2 separate regions of the Anser cygnoides genome follow, and region 1 is linked to region 2. A link is a contact called in public Hi-C data. All regions are on one chromosome and are shown on one strand. The core of a region is the stretch at or near the end of the contact, and the rest is flanking DNA. Distances in the headings are between cores, read along the strand shown. Region 1 overlaps CD58 (CD58 molecule). Region 2 has its middle 33 kb from the start of ATP1A1.

The links. Hi-C and Micro-C count contacts between places; a contact is called where the count stands out from the background.
Region 1: a contact with region 2 is called in a Hi-C map of liver, with 2.1 times the contacts expected there. The contact joins two enhancer-like sites. A contact is called at or near these places in 4 of 7 Hi-C or Micro-C datasets (fetal liver, granulosa cells and liver).

What each region holds. Positions count from the first base shown.
Region 1 is chr1:99,590,423-99,596,067 of Taihu_goose_T2T_genome, reverse strand. It overlaps CD58 (CD58 molecule), which reads left to right. Exons shown (of 11, transcript XM_048047674.2): 11 at 1-2,523. Among named protein-coding and RNA genes, the nearest start is that of CD58, 25 kb to the left of the region's middle. Within about 2 kb of position 3,362, at least 3 of the 3 cell types and tissues checked have open chromatin away from gene starts, as enhancers often do. A contact at or near this core is called in liver, where this site is marked.
Region 2 is chr1:99,490,649-99,496,423 of Taihu_goose_T2T_genome, reverse strand. No RefSeq gene overlaps it. Among named protein-coding and RNA genes, the nearest start is that of ATP1A1, 33 kb to the left of the region's middle. Within about 2 kb of position 3,768, at least 1 of the 3 cell types and tissues checked has open chromatin away from gene starts, as enhancers often do. A contact at or near this core is called in liver, where this site is marked.

The DNA.
Region 1 (5,645 bases), core at 2,113-4,612, 100 kb before region 2:
GAGGAACAACCCCATGCACCAGTACAGGCTGGGGACTGAATTGCTGGAGAGCAGCTCTGCAGAGAGGGACATGGGAGTCGTGGTGGACATCAGGCTGACCACGAGCCAGCAGTGTGCCCTTGTGGCCAAGAAGGCCAATGGTATCCTGGGCTGCATTTGGAAGAGTGTTGCCAGCAGGTCAAGGGAGGTGATCCTGCCCCTCTATTCAGCCCTGGTGAGGATGCACCTGGAGTATTGTGTCCAGTTCTGGGCTCCCCAGTACAAGAGGGACATGGAGCTACTGGAGCGAGTCCAGAGGAGGGCTATGAAGATGATGAGAGGAATGAATGGAGCACCTGTTGCACAAGGACAGGCTGAGAGAGCTGGGCCTGTTTAGCCTGGAAAAGAGAAGACTGAGGGGAGACCTCATCAATGCGTGTAAGTATCTGAGGGGAGGGTGTTGGGAGGAAGGAGCTGGCCTCTTTTCGGTTGTGCCCAGCAGCAGGATGAGAGGCAACAGGCACAAACTAAAGCACAGGAAGTTCTTGCTGAATATGAAGGGGCACTTCTTTACTGTGAGGGTGACAGAGCACTGGAACAGATTGCCCAGAGAGGCTGTGGAGTCTCCTTCTCCAATGATATTCAGAACTTGCCTGGATGCCATCTTGCACAATGTGCTCTGGGTGATCCCACCTGGCAGGGGGGTTGGACCAGGTGATCTCCAGAGGTCCCTTCTAACCCCAGCCATTTTGTGATTCTGTGAAGTCTAGTTATTTCATCGTCATAGAAGGCAGTCAGGTAGGTTAGGCATGACTTACCCTTGGCAAATATAAACTGACTCTTCCCAGCTCATTTTTCTTCACAAGCCCAGAAATGTGTCCCAAAAGAACCAGCTACGTGGTTCTCCCAGGGCTGCAAAGGAGACTGTAGGTTTCTAGGTTGACCTTTTGGACCATTTTAAGATGGATGCAACGATTTCATTTTTTTTTTTAGTTGTCAGGGGCTTCCCCAATAGCCATGGCCTGTGATGATAACACTTTCAGAGTGACGTCAGCCAGCTCTCACAGCACCCTTGAGCATCCTGTGGACTAGTATGGATCAAGTTCTCAGGTAATCCCTGACTGATGGTAGTTTTTCCTGAACTCTTTGACTAAGCTCAGAGCCTATGAGATCTTGTTAATGAAGACGAGGCAAGAGAGGTATTAACTAAGTCTTCCATGTCCAATATCCCTAAATCACCTACCTAATTCAGGAATGGGCCCACACTTTCCTTGTTTGTTTGATTACAGTTAATATAGCAGCAGATCCTGCACTTGTTGATGTCCTTTGAAAGTCTCAGATATAGTTGAGTTTTGGCTTTCCTGAAAGCATCCTTACCTGAACCATCAGTGTTCCTAAATTCTGTCTCCATATATATACACATATGTGTGTGTGTGTGTATATATATATATATATAATTTTTGGTGCCAAATCTGTGTCAGGAGTTGCCTGCTTAGCAAAGCTGATCTTTCAATTTGCCTGCCTATTTTCCTGACCCTCTGGACAGGCTGTGCTCATGCTTGGAGAAAGTCTTTGTTAAAGACCTTCAGGCTTTCTTGAGTTCTTTCAGTCTTCAGTGCTGTCTCTGAGATCCTGCCTACCAGCTGCCTGAAATTTGCTGTAATGTCATAGTCTGTAAACTTGCACAGAAGACTAGTTCTTCCTACTTGCTTTCCATGCTGCATACATTTGTGATGTGCCTTTGAGATGGGCCTCCTTTTGCCCCTTCTTTTCATTTTTTTTCTTCTAAGGTTCCAGTCACCCTGTATCTTTTACTTTGGACCCTTGTCTAGTACTACCTAACTGTGGGTTGTGGGCTCCCTTGCCATCATTCATATTTCAGAGCTTTCCTCATGAAGTTGGCCAGCCTGTTGACAAAAATGTTTGTTTGTTGACAAGCTCTGCAGGACTTCTAAGCTCCTCCTGTGTGCTTTTGCTGGTACTGAAACCTAATTAATAGTTACTAACAGTATGAGGAGGATCTATGATCACCAAGCTGAATGGTGCAGTTGATACAACAGAAGGAAGGGATGCTATCCAAAGGGACCTCAACAAGCTTGAGAACCTAATATGGTTCAACAAGCCCAAATGCAAGGTGCTGTAACTGGGTCGTGGCAATCCCAGACATGAGGACAGACTGGGAGAAGAACTCATTGAGAGCAGCCCTGCAGAGGACTGGAGAGTGCTGGTGGATGAAAAGCTTCACAAAGATGGTCAGAGGGCTGGAGCACCTCTCCTATGGAGAAAGGCTGAGAGAGCTGGGGATGTTCAACCTGGAAGGCTCTGAGGAGACCTCCTTGAAACCTTTCAGTACTTAATGAGGGCTTATAAAAACAGATGGAGAGCGACATCTTACTCAGGCAGATAATGACAGGACAAGGGGGAATGGTTTTAAACTACAAGAGGGGAGATTTAGATTAAAGGTTAGATCTGGGCCATCTTTTACTGCTGACTGTAAATATGTTTTTATAATTTATTAAAAAAAATGTATAACGATGTAAAATATTCCAGTGTCTTTTGTGATGTATACGTACACGTTTTATTTAATCTTAAAAGTCAGTAAGTGATTCCCAAAAGTTCTTTAATCCAAAGCACTTTATTTATTTATTTAAGTCACAGCTCCTGAGCCAAACATTCTTCTCCACTGCACCTTCAACAGGTTTACAGGATGATGCTGTCTGCTTAGATGCTTTTTAACAAGTTTTCAGGCGAAGATGTCCTCTGTCATGTATGTGGTGTCAAGGGCAGGCATACAGCTTGTTTCCTGCTTGGCTTTCTTTCTGTTGTTATTAATATGAGAAATAATGCTCCAAAAAAGTTTGAAGGGACTGGTAGAAATTCCTCCCAGAAAATAAACCAGTTCGTGTAATACACTCCGTTTAGCCTGTGCATTTTAATACCAAGCAGCACACGAAAGTCTTAAAGGGTGTGGTTTTGAAAATTCCTTGGTACCTCGTATCATCCACTTTGTTTCCAAAGCAAGGAGTGACAGCCTAGTGAACAGTTTTAGCTAATTAACCACAGTTGCCAGAGAAGAGTTCAGCGTAATTCTGGGAACTTCGGAGCTTTATCAGAAGCACAGAAAACAGCTGCTCTCACAGGCAGATTTAAGACCAAGAGCTCCAGCCTCTGCCAGCTTTCTCCCACTCACTTTGCACAGTGCCTCTCTTTGAATGTCTCTGCAAAAATGAATGAAGAAGAAACTTTTTTTTTTCCAGTGAAAAAGTTACGCCTAAACTTATCTTGCAATTAATACAAAAATGGGCAGCTTGCAATAGCAAAGACTAGAAACTCACTCAAGCTGCAAACAGTTGCTGGGGTATGACTCAAGTCCAGGAAGTGCTGACAGCATGCCAGGAAGCAAGCCTGACCTCTCACCTCATTGTGTCCCCACCCCATGCTGGTGCTGAGATATGACTGCTGCCAATAGAAACTGATAGTAGAAGCTGCTGACGAATGCTTGTGCTCACAAGAAGCATTACAACTGATGCCTTGGTCCCGACTCTCCTTTTCTTTATCCTAGCTTCAACCTGTGGAAACAGTGCCTGCAGGAGACGTTGCTCCTCATTTATCCCAGAATAAATGACATCAGAGCTTGTGTGCTGGTGTAGAACTGATATTGTGAATTTGGGGTATCGAAACAGCAGTTGTCGAGGCAACTTTGTGGTGCGCTGGTGTGCACAAACTAGCTTGCAGTTGTTTGCAAACATCCTGTTCAACCAGCAACCCCTCTGCTGGTCGAAAAATTACACCATCCTTGATTCATCATTGCCTGTACAACTGCTATAGAAGCACTCTTGGACTGATTACAGCATGAAAGCAGCCATGTGAGTTAACAGGCTTCATCAGTGCCTGGCAGCCAGCTTTGCATCGAACTCTGCAGGCAGAGCTGAGGACTGTGGCTTCCAGGAGCAGGACTGCAGCAAAAGCTAGAGATAGCAGGAACCAGGGGCTGGTAACACCTGCCAGGCTGTGAGGATGTGATGAGCACCGTCTGTGTCACACTGCTACTGGGACATACGTTTGCAACACTCTTCAAGCAGCAGCAGGTTAATTTACTAACATCCAAAGCAGCAAGGGGGAGGTGAGTTTGTGTGCTCCTGCTGTCTCTGGATGCATTTTGAACTGCTGCATGGGTACAAGTGCATGAAATATTTCTATGGGTCCTGATGGGCACGTGAACAAAATTCTAGGGAGCAACTCAAGGGGTCTTTCCTCCTTGAAAGGAGTAGAACTGACCATGTGCACTACTGTGACTCAAGCAGTGCAGACGTGGGAGAAATCAGTGGATCTGATGCCCAAGGATGTAACTGAGTTTCTGCTTAGTAAAGTTATTATATGACCCAAATAATGAAACTGCTGCTTCATCTCTGTTGGAAGTCTGAGGAAGGACCTGTGAGTCCCAAAACATATTTTTTCTAGCAGCTAGAGATGCAAACCGTCTCTCTCTGCTTAGAAAATTCATACCTATCCTTATAAATCTCAAAGTTCTTTCCCATTTAGTCTTTTCTCCAGTCTTCTTTAATATCTGGTAGTGCTTATTTGCCATTCCCCTCCACTGAGGGATTCAGCGTTCCTCAAGTATGCGTTTTTGAGCCTCCTTTTGTCCTTGTTTGGTTCTTGGTGGCATGGGAGAGAAGAGTGGAGAGTTGGACCAGGAAGATGGAAAAGAGAGGAACTGAGTGGTAAATGGTAAGTGGGGGTAAGAATAAATAAAGTTCAAAAAGCTCTGCAAAACAGAGTATTTTTCAGGGCTCCAAAGATAAATTAATCTCCAAATCATCTCTTGAAATTCTTACCTTGTGCTGCAATAGGCCGTGCCCTGCACTCCTGGCAATAGGAGCCATGCCTTCCACTGATACTGACATTTCCCTGCTAGTGCTGGCTGAGAATTACATATTTTGACATTTCACTTCAGTTGGAGTTCTCAGTTTTAAGTGAATATTAAGCTAAATAGCTAATATTACTAAACTGATCGAGGAAAGTCATTGGTGGTGATGGCAGCTGTCAATCAGGCCAGAGAGAGAGCATAAAGGTTCGGTTCTGTTCTGTTCTATTCTATTCTATTCTATTCTATTCTCATTCATGAGCTGTAGGAAGAAGGTTCCCACCCACTTACTTACTCAGATAAGGGGCATTTGGGGAGTGTGGGGGTGGCTTACCCTGTGGGATATTTTATTGTTCATGTATTCAAGGCCTGATAGGTTTTTTTTTGTTTTTTTTTCTTTTTTCTTTCTTTCTGTTGTTGGCTTTGTTTTCCTAGAGAAATTAGAAATTGGCTTATACACGACATTTTTTTTTGTCTTTAGATCAGCAGGAGGGGCCTGGACCCTTGGAGAAAGTGATCTCAACAGTGTAATCGTGATTCAGGGTAATGCAAGGACCAGGAGGCAGGATGAGCCAAAGCCTGGTCCTGAGGAGAAGAAAGCTGTAAAGAATTGGCTGTGGGACTTTGCGGCTGAAGGCCTTTATGGATAAAGGCCAGCTTACGGGGTGGGGGACCTTTCCTTGTCAAAAAACATGACCCAGGAATGCTGTGGATTGCGTTTCTCATTACACATAGACTGCTATGGGGCACGTGCTTGTGTGTCAGGCTCTGGGAACCCTTCCACTTCCCATCTCCACCA
Region 2 (5,775 bases), core at 2,519-5,018:
AAATAAAAGGCAGGCGCAGCCCTCGAAACAAGATAAAAATGAGTCAGCTCCACCAGCTGATGGCCAGGGGGGTCCTGGAAGATGTCAATGTTCCTGTCTTACTTTCTGGAAAACATCCAGCCTCGCACACATCCCCCAGTGGAAAACTACTGCAGCAGGAGTCACAACCGCGGCCAAGCCCAGCTGAGATGCCCGTGCTGGAGCAAGCTTCACGCTTGATGATCCCTGCAGGAGGGCACCCCATCTCCTGCACCTTTCCCAAGCATCCCCTGTGCCCTGCGCCTCCCCTGGGGTACCCCTAGATGCCCACCGCCTCCTCCACTGCTTTATCCTCCTCTGCCAAGGCAGTGCATGGCTGCAGACCAGCCCACAGAGCCCACCTGCACTGAAGGCAGCAGGGCTTGGTCCTTTCCCTTTGCTGGGGGGCTAATTTAAGGGCGGTTGGCTGCTTCCCCCTCCCCATCCCACAGCACTCCTGGTGTTCGTGGGGTTTAGTGACAGCAGGGAAGCATCATGCATGTTGCAGCCTGGACACATCAGCCGGTAGGCAGCTGGGATTTTCAGCCTACTTTTGATCTTTCTTCACCTATGATTACCTGTACCCGCTCCTTGTTTCTTGATATCTAATCACGTATCCTCAGATGACCGTGTTCAGGCCAAAAGCCTGGCGCGTGGACCGAGACGCAACCAAGGGCACACCACGGTCTTCATCACGGGTCAGGAGATAAGCATTCCTCCCTTAATGAGGGCATCGTACACCTGGCACGGCAATGCCCATCCCCGGGAACAACAGAGCCTTTCACTCCACGTGCTGGCACGGTCGCAGCAGCCGTAGGATGGAGGGGAAAAAGGCAGTTTAATCAGCTCAGGGCCTCCAGCTGCAGGAGGATGGAGGGGTACGGCTGCCCCTTGGGCTTTGCTGAAGGCAAAGCAGGATTCGGGTGGGGACAGCGGTGCTTCTCCTCCGGTGGCTGCTGGGGTGAGCCCATCCCTGGGGAAAAAGGGCAGCATCAGCTCTACCTGCTGCCTGGGAGGCAAAGTCCCCAGGGACAGGAGCCAAGCCTTTCCTGAACGCATCTGGCCATGATGAATTACTGAGAGCAGGGATCTTGAGGCTGTAGGTGGGGCGGAGAGGTTTACAGGTGGCTGGCATCCCGAGCCTCTGACGGAGAATCACCCCTGTTTGCTGCAGCACAGTTATTCAGCTGTGGAGGAGCACAAGCAGCTGCGGTGAATGCTTGCACCCCGAGGAATTACTATTCTTGGTAGTCTGCTGCAGCCTTTGGGAGCACTACAGTGAACCTGTGATGAGCAGATAACCCCCAGCCACCCTGTTCTCCAAGAATATCCACAGTCCAGCCTTTGCCCTTGCTGGGTGAGCCCCACACAGCCTTTCCCTGCCTCATCAGAGCAGGGAGGTGGATTTTTTCCTTCTTCCCTCGCTATGCCCATCATCCTTTTCCCTTGCAGACAGGCTGTGGAGCAGGAACCCATGGTCACCCCATGTTGGGCCACACACTCAGACTCTGCTGGGATTGCACTGGAAATGTGGGCACTGGGTTCCTGACACCCCAGTCACCCATCTGATGTTAGCTGCCAAAGTCCATCACACCGAGCTTTGCAGCCAGAAGGTGGGCATAGTGCTCCCACTGGGAAGGTGACCGTGGTCCCCAGCATCAGCCGGACCCACTTTGCTGCCAGAATGAGACCAATGGGACAGGTCATGTCCCTGATCCCACCTCTACAGCCCTCTATAGCTTTTGATGCCCATCACCCCATGCCACATGCTCCTTGTCAGGCTCTCACCAAACTATAGGCAGGAGATCCAATGTTGCCAGGAGCCATGCCAGAATAAGAAAAAAGAGGATGTTTTCCCTGTGAAACGGGGTGCCCAGCACCCTGTGTGTCCCTTGGGAACCCTAAGTAAGCCCAGCGTGTGACACCGAGCCATGGGGACACGCCATGGCCGGGCACTGCACTTGAGGGACTCACACGCAGCGGAGAGTGCAACGTTTTGTCTGTGAAACCTGGTCTCTGTGTAAGCAATGAGCAAACCCTCAGATGCCTTGGAACCAGACTTCTTCCCACCCTCCTGCTTCCACGTGACTGGGATCAGTATAAAAGCCATCTGCAGTTTCCAAGCCTCCTGAATTTGCCAAAATTGGTCTGGATTTGTGGAAACTGGCTTCCCGATGAGACCTCGGGCACTTCCTGCTTCAAACACCAAGCCTAAAACAACACAGCAGTGCTTGCTCTTCCAAGTTTTGGTATGGCTCTTTTAGTCCCGCACGGAGCCACAAGTTACAAAACTCATTGATTTTGAAATCTTTAACGTCAGATGTCTTGGCTTCCTACAGGCTGCTCCGGCTGAGCATTGCAATGTCACTGGGTACAGGGAAAAATTTGGGCAGTGGATGCCTCAAAGAAATGTCAGCTTCTGGTCGCTGACACCAGCGCCAGGTGATCCTGTGCTATTAAACAGCTCCCTGAGGTCAAAGGCAGGCAGATTAATGTCGAGCAGGCATGAGAGCTGTTGTCCCCTCTGGTGGGGATCGCTGAGAAACCCTTTTTGGGACCTGGAGAGCAGGAAAGTGCATTACAGCTGACCACGCTGCTGCGTTGGGTCAATGAAGCCTTTGTTCAAAGACCTTGTAATCCAATATAAGGGGAACAAGAAAGATGAAATCATCAGGGTGGAGAGGAAGCCAAGGGCTGGAGGAAAGTGTGATGTGTACCAGAGCTGCAGGGACTGAGGCTCTCTATTCCTAATTAACAGACTCGCTTGTCTCATTTTCTGCCCAAACCACCCTATTAGCCTGTTAAATACAGAAGCCCCCCCCCCGTGCCGTGTACGCAGCCATCCTGGCACCACCAGCCGTGTCGGCTGCCTTGCCACAGGTTGTATTTTCAGAACTGCTTGATGGATGCATTAACAGCTTCCTTTTTATTGCCAGCTCTTCAGCTTTTGTAGAAAAAAATAAAAAAAAAAAATCATATGTGAGGCACCAAAGTGTCAGGAAAATGGCTAAAAAAATCACGACTTTTAAAAAGTTTTTTTTTTTTAGGTTTTTTTTTGCTGCTTAGTTTCAGAAATGTGAGGCTTCTAGGCTCATTTTTTCAACCCCCCCCCCCCCCCCCTTCTTACTCCCCCAAATGTATTTTAAATGAAAATGTGGTGGTTTTGGTAATTATATGGCTGGGAGATCTGGGGCTTGGCTGGAGCAACAGCAACAGGCACCTGCGCAGGGACCATCAGGTTTCGGTCATATCGAAGGTGAGCAGCAAGGTCTGTCCCTCTCTGCTTAGGGCTTGGAGAAGTGATATTTAATATGAAAAACATGGAAGCAATTTACATGTATTTATGACTGCTGATAGAGGTTTGATGTACAAAAGAGTATAAATCACATAGTTTGTTTGGAGAAATGATCGTTATCGAGAGGGAACGGAGGGCAATAGCCCAGATTTACAATTTTCCCTGTAGGTAACACAAACAAAACCCCAGCGGGGAGCAGAAGGAGGTGCAAACCGAGGGGAACACAGCAAACGGTACACATGCTGCTGGAGATGGGACGGAGGCAATTAAAAGGTGCGGCTTGCTCTATCACCTTGCAGAGCTGCAGCGAAGCAGCAATTCAGCCAGGAGTCTCCCGTTCCACATTTCCCGTAGTGGAAACCCAACCCCCCGAAGGACAGGGAGGGATTATTTTCGCCTGGCTGCCAGTGGCAAGCCTCCAGCCGTGCTGCAGCTCGGGAGGCACGCTGGTTTGATGCCGCGTGGCTGCTGCAGCACAGCTCCAGCCCCTGACCCTGGTCCCACCCGGGTGGATTTGGCTGCAGCCACGCTCCCACCGGCGACGGAGCCGAGATGGCTCCTTGCACTTTGCATACGCCTGCCGGGGCCGCAGTGAGTCAGCCTCCCTCTGCCTCGGCGACGCCTGTTGTTCTCAGGAAACGCGGGGTGACGTGACTCATTTTGTCACATCGGTGCAAGGCCAAGCGCTTTGGCTGGCTCAGCTGCCGGTGCCGCACCGACCATCCTCACCGTGAGCATCCCCTGCAACCCCTATACCTGCACCTGGAAGCACCTGGCCAGGCCATGGAGCTGTGCCACGGGGCACAAGAGGTGTTCCCCCCTTTCTGGCTGCCATCCAAGCCCCGGGGGTCGCTGCAGCCCCGGTGCTGTGCCTGAGGATTCGCACGGACAGCCCTCCGTGCTCTTTGTGCCCTGGGGAGCACTGCCGGGCACGTGGGCTCCAAAAGTCACTTAGCCAGGGCTGGGCTGAGCTGCTGACACAGGGCCTGCCCTGGCTCAGCAATTAATTTGGATGCAAGTGGCGTTTGAATGTTAATTGTTCTGCCTAAGTAACACCATGTGTGGAAGAAGAAGAGCGAGCGCTTTTCCCCTACTCTGGAATAACTCCATTTATAGGCACGCTCTCTGAGGCAGATGAGGCTTCACACAGCATCGCCCCAAATTGGTCTGAGTGCTGTGTGGGGCCAGCTGAGCCTGGGGGTGCTTGGGGGGCAGGATCACCCTGCCAAGACGTGCAGGGTCCCCCCCCAGCCACCCTCACAACCGAGATTCGTCTGGGCTGGGGCATCATCGCTTCCCCCTGTGCTGCTGGCTGGGCGCGGGGAGGAATTTGGACCCCGTGGATCTGGTTACGAGCACACGGCATTAAGGAGGCACAAAGCAGACAAGTCAGTGCCAGCAAGCCTCATCGGCCAGCTGAAAAGTCTGGCGTTTGGATGACCGACGGAGGCTGAAGTGCCTGGCTGCGTCCAGACCCCGTGCTGGCTGGGGGGCTGCAAGCTGGAGCCTGCAGCGTGCTCTGGGGAGGGGGGAGCAGAAAGTGCCTCCCCCCGCTCATCTGCAGTTTTGAAAGCTCTTCTGGAGAGAAGGAACAGGGGGGAGCTGGGTAAAAGGCTGCTGAGAAATATTTCAGTTTCCAGCATAACTTGAGTCATTTGGAACGGAAAGTTTCCATTGCCCAATAAATCTAACACACTCATTTAAAGGAAAAAAAAACACACAGGAAGACAATTTTGGTGCTGGCTTGAGGTGGTTTCAGGGCTTGAGGAAGAGAACAGCGCAGGGCAGGTGCTGGGGCACACCACCCAGCAGGTACATCTTGTTCCTGGCCGAGGAGGTGCACAGGCAGCACGGGGGGCAGGGGACACCAGGTATGTGTGCCACAGAGGGAGAGCCTGCTTGCTCATGCTGGCAGAGCTCACAGAGAGGAAAATGCAGGCTTGGACCAGAGCAGGTGAGGAAAGAAAAAAAACAATCAACCAACCAAAAAAAAAAAAAAACCCGAACCACACAGCTTTGCATGACATTATAATGCATGAGGAACTTTTCAGGAGGTAAACACTGGTTTGCACTAAACATGAGGGCACTGTCACCGTGTTTCTGGGCAGATAGATGGCAGTCCAGAGACTTGTATAGCTGTCTGCACAGGTTGGAGAAACAAAATTCCTGCTAATACGGCTCGTTCTGGTCCATCTGAGAAATACCATGCTTGCAGTCACTGCCCTGCTACAGGACAGTGGGGGCCTGGCAGCAGCAGAGATGATGCTCCCCTCATGACCAACTTGCATGTAGAGCCAGAAACCAGCAAAAAATATTTACATCCAAGGCACAAGAAACGCTAGAGGTTGTGCAGACAGAGCCCTGCAACTGGATAAGAGACGGATTTGTAAACACCAAGCAGGATTTAAACAAACAAAGCAAGCAAGAAAGAAACCCATATCCATTAAGAATATCAAATAACA